2 separate regions of the Macaca mulatta genome follow, and region 2 is linked to region 1. Evidence: chromatin contacts called from public Micro-C data. All regions are on one chromosome and are shown on one strand. Each heading gives the region's core, a stretch centred on a gene start, on an enhancer-like site or on the middle of the called end of the contact. The rest is flanking DNA. Distances are from core to core; before and after follow the strand shown.

Region 1 (3,908 bases), core at 460-2,959:
TTATTTTTTAAAGGTAATGATTCCTTCTGAAAACATTTTCTTCACTTGGCTTCTAGAACACCAGGCTGTCCTGACTTTCTTACGACCTCACTGTCTGCTTCCTCTTGGTCTTTGCTGACTTTCTCTTTACTCCCCAGATTCTCAATGTGATAATCCCCCAAATTCTAGGGCTTCTTCAGTAGCTTTTCTCACTTGCTCTGAGATGTTACTCAAGTCCACAGCTTTAAATGCTACTTAAGGTTTATGCAGGTCATTCCCAGTGTTCTATGTCAGGTTCTGATCTCCCTTCAACACCAGACTCCATATCCAGTTGCCAAGAACAGCATCTACAATTCTGCTTAGAAGTCTAATAACCATCTTCAAGTTTGCACATCTCCATGTACATGTCCAAAAAGTTATCTAGATTTTCCCCAACAAATCATTTACTCCAACTCCTTCTCCTTATCAGCAACTATTACCAGCCTCCTTAGACCTCTTTCTTTGTACCTCACACCCAAACAATTCATATCACCACAATTCTGTGTCTTAGCCACAACTCTCTCTCGCCTGGTGGCCAAAATGTCCCCCTCTTGCTTCAACTCCAGAGGCTTAGTGCTTCAGGAAAAAAAAAAAAAAAAAGGCAGGGCACCAGTGGCTGATGCCTATAATCCCAGTGCTTTGGGAGGCTGAGGCGGGCAGATCCCTTGAGGCCAGGAGTTCAAGGCCAGCCTGGACAACACAGGGAGACCTTGTCTCTACAAACAAAAAACAAATTAGCCTGGTGTGGTGACAAGTGCCTTGTAGCCCCAGTTACTCGGGAGCCTGAAGTGGGAGGATTGCTTAAGCACAGGGAGTGGAGGCTGCAATGAGACATAATGGTGCCACTGCACTCCAGGCGTGACAAGAGTGAGGCTCTGTCTCAAAAAAAAGAAATCTATTCGGGAGGCTGAGGTGGGAGATCACTTGAGGCCAGGAGTTGGAGGCCACCCGGGCAACATACCAAGATTCCCAGTCTCTAATTCTAAAAGAAAGTAGTCGATGGGGGTAGCGCAAGCCTGTGGTTCCAGCTACTTGGGAGGCTGAAGTGGGAGGATTTTTTCAGCCCAGGAGGTGGAGCGGCAGCAGTGAGCTATGATCGTGCCACTGCACTCCAGCTTGGGCCAGAGAGGAATACCCCGTCCCTAAAAAAATAAAATTAAAAATAAATAAAAATTAGAAATGCTCTCTCCAAAGGTGTACAGGACTTCCCTGCTCTTCCTCGGTCTCCTCTCTGGGCTCTCCCCAAACGCTCTAATGGAACAAGTGGCATCCCGGAGCTGGGCTGCGTCTCACCCTTTGAGGTGCCCGCCCCCCACAGCCCAGCAAGCATCCTGCACAGTCCTTGCAATAATGAGGCCGAACTGGCCCCCTGGCCCGCCCCCGGCCCTCTGCAGCCCTGCACGCACTACACTCGCGATGTCTGCCTCTCGAGCTCACTCCCCCGCAGTTTTCTGTCGCTCCCCGGCCCCGGCGGGATCCACGCCTGAGGCCTCACGTTCTTCTCAGGGTCGCTCGGTGCCGCCCCGCGCCCACCGCCCGCCCAGACCGCGTGGCTGCAGTACCCGGACTAGGCGCAGGTGGTCGTCTGCCCACTGCGAGATCCGAGCCACGACGTTGGGCTCCATTCCGTCCCTGTCGGGAGACTGGGAGCCTGAGGCCGCGGGCTGCCCCGCCATGTTCCCGGCCTCCTGCGAGCGGGCCCTGCGCTCCTCCGGCTGGCGGCAGGGGGCGCCGCGCACCTCGGGAAGGCGGCGGGGTCCCCTGCCCCGCCGACCGGAGTGGCCCCGCGACCTGCAGTCGCCAGTGGGCGGGCCCCAGATATCAGATGTCTTAACAGTGCCTCAACCGCTTTTATGCAGGGTGATTCCACGATGCAGGCGATCTCTGAACGGCACTGCAGGGGTTGAAGCATTCCCGACCAAGCTAGTAGGGTGATTTTCAATTGGTGACTTTAATTCACCCTGCTGCAGTGTGGTTTCCGCAGGTGCCACACAAGGAAGGAAATTGAAGTAATTCATTCCTTCCACCTGCTCCCAAACACAAACATGCATTTTTTTAACCAAATACGGCCTGTCCTTGAAACCTATGCATATTTCTTATATTCGAATTGTGCTTTAAAGTTTTAAGAGCTGCTCTGAAAGCCTAATATCACATGCTGTAAATATTTGAACTGTTAGAAAACAATAGTAATATATTTTAAATAAAAAAAATTAGAAACAGAGCAGTGCAAATAATATGGTAACATTTGTGTAATAAAAATACATATTGAGGCCGGGTGTGGTGGCTTATGCCTGTAATACCAACACTTTGGGAGGCCGAAGCGGGCGAATTACTTGAGGTCGGGTTTGAGACCAGCCTGGCCAACATGGCGAAATTCCGTCTGTACTAAAAATACAAAAATTAGCCGAACGTGGTGGTACTCGCCTATAATCCCAGCTACTCAAGAGGCTGAGGCAAGAGAATCGCCTGAACCTGGGAAGTGGAGGTTGCAGTGAGCCAAGATTATGCCACTACACTCCAGCCTGGGTAACAGAGCGAGACTCCATATTAAATAAATAAATAAATACTAAATACTATACAAGAAACTAGTAACAGTGACTACCCCTGGGAGAGGGATTGCAGGTAGGAAAGGGCAAGAAGTTTCACAGTCTGCCAACTCTAATAAACATTTTTCAGTGATAGAAATGTCCTGTAGCTTTCTGTGGCTATTGCCTTCGTCAAATGTGGCTACTGAAATCAAGGAACTGAACTTTTAACTTTATTAATTTTAATTAATTTAGTCACATACGGCTAGTGGCTACCATATCGGAGAGTGCAATTATACTATTGGAATTTTTTTTCTTTATACAAATATTACCTTTAAAAGTCAAAACAGGGCCGGGCGCGGTGGCTCAAGCCTGTAATCCCAGCACTTTGGGAGGCCGAGACGGGCGGATCACGAGGTCAGGAGATCGAGACCATCCTGGCTAACACGGTGAAACCCCGTCTCTACTAAAAAATACAAAAACCTAGCCGGGCGAGGTGGCGGGCGTCTGTAGTCCCAGCTACTCGGGAGGCTGAGGCAGGAGAATGGCGTAAACCCGGGAGGCGGAGCTTGCAGTGAGCTGAGATCCGGCCACTGCACTCCAGTCTGGGCGACAAAGCGAGACTCTGTCTCAACAACAACAACAAAAAAAAAGTCAAAACAGACTATATTGTATTCCTAACAATACATATTGTGAGTGGTGGCTTCAAGGAGTGTATTGTCTCTGTGTTATAGCCAATAGAAAGTAAATAACAACCAAGACTGGTGGCTCACGCCTGTAATCCCAACACTTTGGGAGGCCAAGAAGGATGAATCATGAGATCAGGAGATCGAGACCATCCTGGCTAACACGGTGAAACCCCATCTCTACTAAAAATACAAAAAATTATCCAGGCGTGGTGGCACGCGCTTGTAGTCCCAGCTACTCAGGCGGGTGAGGCAGGAGAATCGCTTGAACCCGGGAGGCAGAGGTTGCAGTGAACTGAGATCGCACCACTGCACTCCAGCCTGGACAACGGAGCAAGACTCTGTCAAAAAAAGAAAGAAGAAAGAAAAAAGGAAAGGAAAGTAAGAAAATAAATAACAATCATTGACACTTGGGTCTTGCTTGTTATGTGCTAGGTAGGTATTGTTCTAGGTGCTTTTCAGACATTAACTCCCTTCATCCTCCCAGCAACCTTATGAGGTAGGCACTATTATTAATCCCACTTTTACAGAGGAAGTATGCACAGAATGATTAAGGCAGTAGCTAAGGTCACCTAGCCAAGAAGTGACAAACTGGGATATTCTGCAGGCATTCAACTCAGCCATTTGGCTCACTCTGTGCAATTAACTACAACACTGTGTCTTATACAGGCAATTGGCC
Region 2 (4,493 bases), core at 1,816-4,315, 55 kb after region 1:
TGAGATGGAGCCTTGCTCTGTCACATAGACTAGAGTGCAATGGTGCGATCTCGGTTCACTGCAACCTCTGCTTCCTGGGTCTTCCTGGGTTCAAGTGATTCTCCCCACTCAGCCTCCTGAGTAGCTGGGATTACAAGTGAGTGCCACCACTTCCAGCTAAATTTTGTATTTTTAGTAGAGAAGGAGTTTTGCCATGTTGGCCAGGATGATCTCAAACTCCTTATCTCAGGTGATCCATCCACCTCAGCCTCCCAAAGTGCTAGGATTACAGGCGTGAGCCACTGCACCCAGCCTTGACTTCTTTATTTTTATTTTAATTAATTTTTTAATTTTGGCTGGGCGCATATATATAATTATATATTATATATATAATATCGCTCAACCAAACAACTGAGGAAAAAGTACTATCACCATCATTTCACCAGTAATAGTGGCTCACTCACTAGCAGTCTGAGGAGGTGTACATAAGGTTAGATGTGTGTGAGAATGAGTAAGATTGCAGGAGATCACAGGAAATTAGTATAGTTGTGACACCTCCTACCATCACCCACATACCTGGACATTTACTCTACTGGGAATTTCCAAGGTAGCACAGAAGCTGAGAGGTTTAGCTGCTTAAATTTCAAAACAGAATCCCCTAAATTAATCATCACTGACAGAAATGAAGAATTCCACTATATTCCTGACATTGTTATTCCTTATATTGGTCATTTTACTTGTTTTCTAGTTGCTACAAAAGCTAAAAAAAAACAAAATACAAAAACCCTCAGATAAGCTTAGGCCAGGTGGGGTGGCTCACACCTGTAATTCCCAGTACTTTGGGAGGCCAAGGAGGGGGAGGATCACCTGAGTCCAGGAGTTTGAGACCAGCCTGGCCAACATAGTGAGACACTCCCCCACCCCCAACCATCTCAATTAAAAAGAAGAAGAAAAAAGAAAAAAGAGAAAAACTTACATGTGTTTTACTAATGCAGAGAAACGGAGAAATTTTTTAGACCTTACCCTCCATTACTTACAGGACAAACTTTTAAACCCTTTTCCCATAGTAATTAAAATCTTACTAATTTAGTCACAGCCTTTCTCAGCATGATTTCCCAAACCCAGTTCAGGCAATGTCCTGTACTTTTTTGTACTTTCCTGCCTCAGTGCACTTTCACTTTGTGTTGTGCATCCTGGTGTGCCATTTCCTGGCCCCGTGGAATCTTTTTCAAGAACAAAGTCAAATGTTATCTGCACTGTGAAGCCTGACTCCCAAAGGCAACTCCGAAGTTACTACTAACTGGCAACTCCGAAGTCTCCTAAAACGTTCATCTCCCCTATTTCTTGAGTGCAGAACTCTGCCTTATTCATAAGAGGCCTTAGAACCCCGTCCCGTAGCTGACTCAATAATGTTTGAAAGAATAAACCCTGTTCCACTCACTAGAAGGCTGGATTCTGGGTACAATGGTAGGGGTAGAAATGGATCAGAAAGTATAGAGCTAGAAACCTAAAACCAACAAGACAAAAGGAAAAATGTGAACTATATGAGCCACACTTTTAAAAAATGTGCATTTGTGTATTAAGCAAGTGGCACGAATCCCTGGACTCCGTTGTTATTTGATGGGTTGCCTCTCCCTGTTAACTACCTGCAGAGTACTGATCATTTGATTGCTCTGATGTCATTCATTTTGGCTTTAATAATTTAAAGAAGCTCATCTGGACGAAACAGAAAACTTACCTTGAGTTATCGCCCATACAATGATTTCCAGTAAATTAATGAGCTTCCCTCCAACATCACACACTCTTTCAAAAGGATAAATAAACCTAACACCATAATAGTTTAAATACACTACCTGCAAGAGTAACGATTCCTCTGGGTTGAGGCTGAAATCGCAAATATTTGTTACAAAAGTCGGCAGATTCAAGGGCCAAAAACAAAACATTGCCCAAAAAGTAACCCGCTGTTTGGCCCACCGAATTGCAAGTAGAAGCATAACCCACATTTTCCCTGGATAACATAGTTAACGCCCAACCATCGACAGCAATGTCCTGAGTGGCGGCCAAGAATTCAAACAAAAAGAATGCCACAGTGAGAGCAATCACGTCGGGTGTCCTGCCTTCGGTATTCCCAAGCAAACGGTCCACCTGAGTGGATAAATATATCATGAAGAGTCCTAGTATATACTGTGTCGGGACAAGCCAAGATTTGCGACGACCGAAGTTCTTAACGTAGACAGCATCCACCAACGGGGCCCAGAGTAATTTGAGACTGAAAGGCCAAAAGACAAAACTGAAGAAAGCTTGGTCTGTATAGCTAACATTTTTGCTTTGCAAAATGAGTGGGATGCTTCCCGCCAAGCCCAAGGGAATACCCTGAAGCACGTAAAGAAAGAGTAGCAGCAAAATGCTGCTTAGTTCCGCCCGGAAGCTCCGTGGGGCTTTTAAGAAGTCGCCAGTGCCGGTATCCCCCAGAAGAGCTTCTCTGTCCCCTTCTCGGCCCGCTGAGTCCAAATGACTGTCATCCCAACCGCCCGGAGGCAGGGGACCGCTCTTCATATCCAAAGAGTGACTGAAATTCCCTGGCCGCCGTTGCCGGCTGCTGTCCTTGTGGGAGATGGTGGGTGACATATCAGAGACGATGCAGAGCCCCGTCTGTGGGGGGCCGGGGCTGAGCGTTTTGGATCCGTCCAGTCCCAGGTCCAAGGCTGTCGCGCTGGACCAGGGTTTCGGTGGTTCACGGGATGGTGGCAGGGCTCAGGGCGATAAGGGCACTTGTTACTGCAGCCCAGAGTGCTGAAGCCGGGAGCCAGTCCTCTGGCTAGAAGCCCAGAGGATGCCTGGCTAGGTGCCCCCTGGAACGGCGTCAAGAAGCCTGAAGGAGACCCCCGGGCAGTCACTCTGGGCTCAGGGCTGGAGGTGTGTGCCGTGGTGCCGCGATGGAAACCAGCTCCTACCTGCGGCGGGACCGAACGGCTGGTCTCCCGACCCAACACCTCCAGCTCTCGCCGACACCAATGCGGCAGAGAGCACTTTCTCTACAGGACTCCAGAAAACGCATATAACTTCCTGCCTCGCGCTTCAGGAAGTGGTCCCAGTCTCTAACACGTCCCTTCCCAACCTCCAGAGCAAGCCAATCAGGAACACGCTCTTGTGGCCCAGTTCGGAAACAATGCTTGGTGGGAACCTGCAATCTTGGCGGCCGGAACTTTCGGGGAGGATTAACGCCGGCGCACCGTGCGGCCGGGGCGGGGCACCGCCCAAGCTCGGGCTCTATGACAGCGCCTATGGCAGTCTGGAAAGCGTGGGCCTCGGTCATTGGGCACGAGCGGTCACGTGACAGTGGGTTCCTCCAGGCCTGCGCTGGTGGTTGAGTGATGTAATCACGCGGGGTCTGAGGTCTCCGTGAGTGTAGGTTTCGTCGTTGTGCTGATGACAAGCAGTGCCCGAACTCTAGGCTGGGAATTGTGCCAGGCTGCTGCTTTCGTGGCTGACCGGAAAGGGGCAGAAGGATTGAAGTTTACGAAGTTTTTGAATCAGGAGGCAAGGTCGCCTTGTGCCCCCAAAAGGGTGGAAAAAGGCCTGGCTAACTGGAGAATCGCGTCCTTACGGTGCATGCATATTTATGATACGAATTAAGCTGCTCAAGGGGTGCTAGGTTTGTCTGCAGTCCATTTATCCCTCCTGGTGGAAGACGCGTAGGGAAACTTGGTAACCAACTCTAATTACATTGGTGATTGGATGACTCGTTACATCCTCTATATTTATGTTGCAATAAAACGTCTTGTGGCTGGGCGCGGTGGCTCACGCCTGTAATCCCAGGACTTTGGGAGGCTGAGGCGGGCGGATCACCTGAGATCGGGAGTTCGAGATCAGCCTGACCAACATGGAGAAACCCCTTCTCTACTAAGAGACGCACAGGAATTTGAGAATCTGATTAATTTTTTTTTCTGCTCTCTCACCTCTGGCAGAAAGATTATTTATTTATTTATTTTTTTTTTGAGACGGAGTCTCACACTGTCGCCCGGGCTGGTGTGCGGTAGGGCGATCTTGGCTCGCTGCAGCCTCCACCTCCTGGGTTCAAGCGATTCTCCTGCCTCAGCTTCCCGAGTAGCTGGGGCTACAGGCGCATGCCACCACGCCAACTGATTTTTTGTATTTTTAGTAGAGAGGGGGTTTCCCCGTGTTGGCCAGGATGGTCTCAATCTCTTGATCTTGTGATCCACCCGCCTTGGCCTCCCAAAGTGCGGGGATTACAAGCGTGATGGCAGGCCAGGCGCGGTGGCTCACGCCTGTAATCCCAGCACTTTGGGAGGCCCAGGCGGGCAGATCACTTGAGGTCAGGGGTTCGAGACCAGCCTGGCCAATATGGTGAAACCCCGTCTCTACTAAAAATACAAAAATCAGCCGGGCGTGGTGGCTCACGCCTGTAGTCCCAGATACTAGGGAGGCTGGGGCTGGAGAATCGCTTGAACCCGGGAGGTGGAGGTTGCAGTGAGCTGAGATCCCGCGGTTGC

What was found. A called contact is a pair of places that touch in the nucleus more often than the background predicts.
Region 2: a contact with region 1 is called in a Micro-C map of CD4 T cells, with 5 times the contacts expected there. The contact joins the promoter of SLC33A1 here to the promoter of C2H3orf33 in region 1. A contact is called at or near these places in 2 of 14 Hi-C or Micro-C datasets (CD4 T cells and fetal cortex germinal zone).

The regions. Positions count from the first base shown.
Region 1 is chr2:58,975,849-58,979,756 of T2T-MMU8v2.0, forward strand. C2H3orf33 (chromosome 2 C3orf33 homolog) reads right to left here and starts at 1,710. Exons shown (of 9, transcript XR_013413614.1): 1 at 1,581-1,710.
Region 2 is chr2:59,029,934-59,034,426 of T2T-MMU8v2.0, forward strand. SLC33A1 (solute carrier family 33 member 1) reads right to left here and starts at 3,066. Exons shown (of 8, transcript XR_013413611.1): 1 at 1,833-3,066. It overlaps LOC114676288 (a long non-coding RNA gene), which reads left to right and starts at 3,382. Exons shown (of 4, transcript XR_013413616.1): 1 at 3,382-3,687.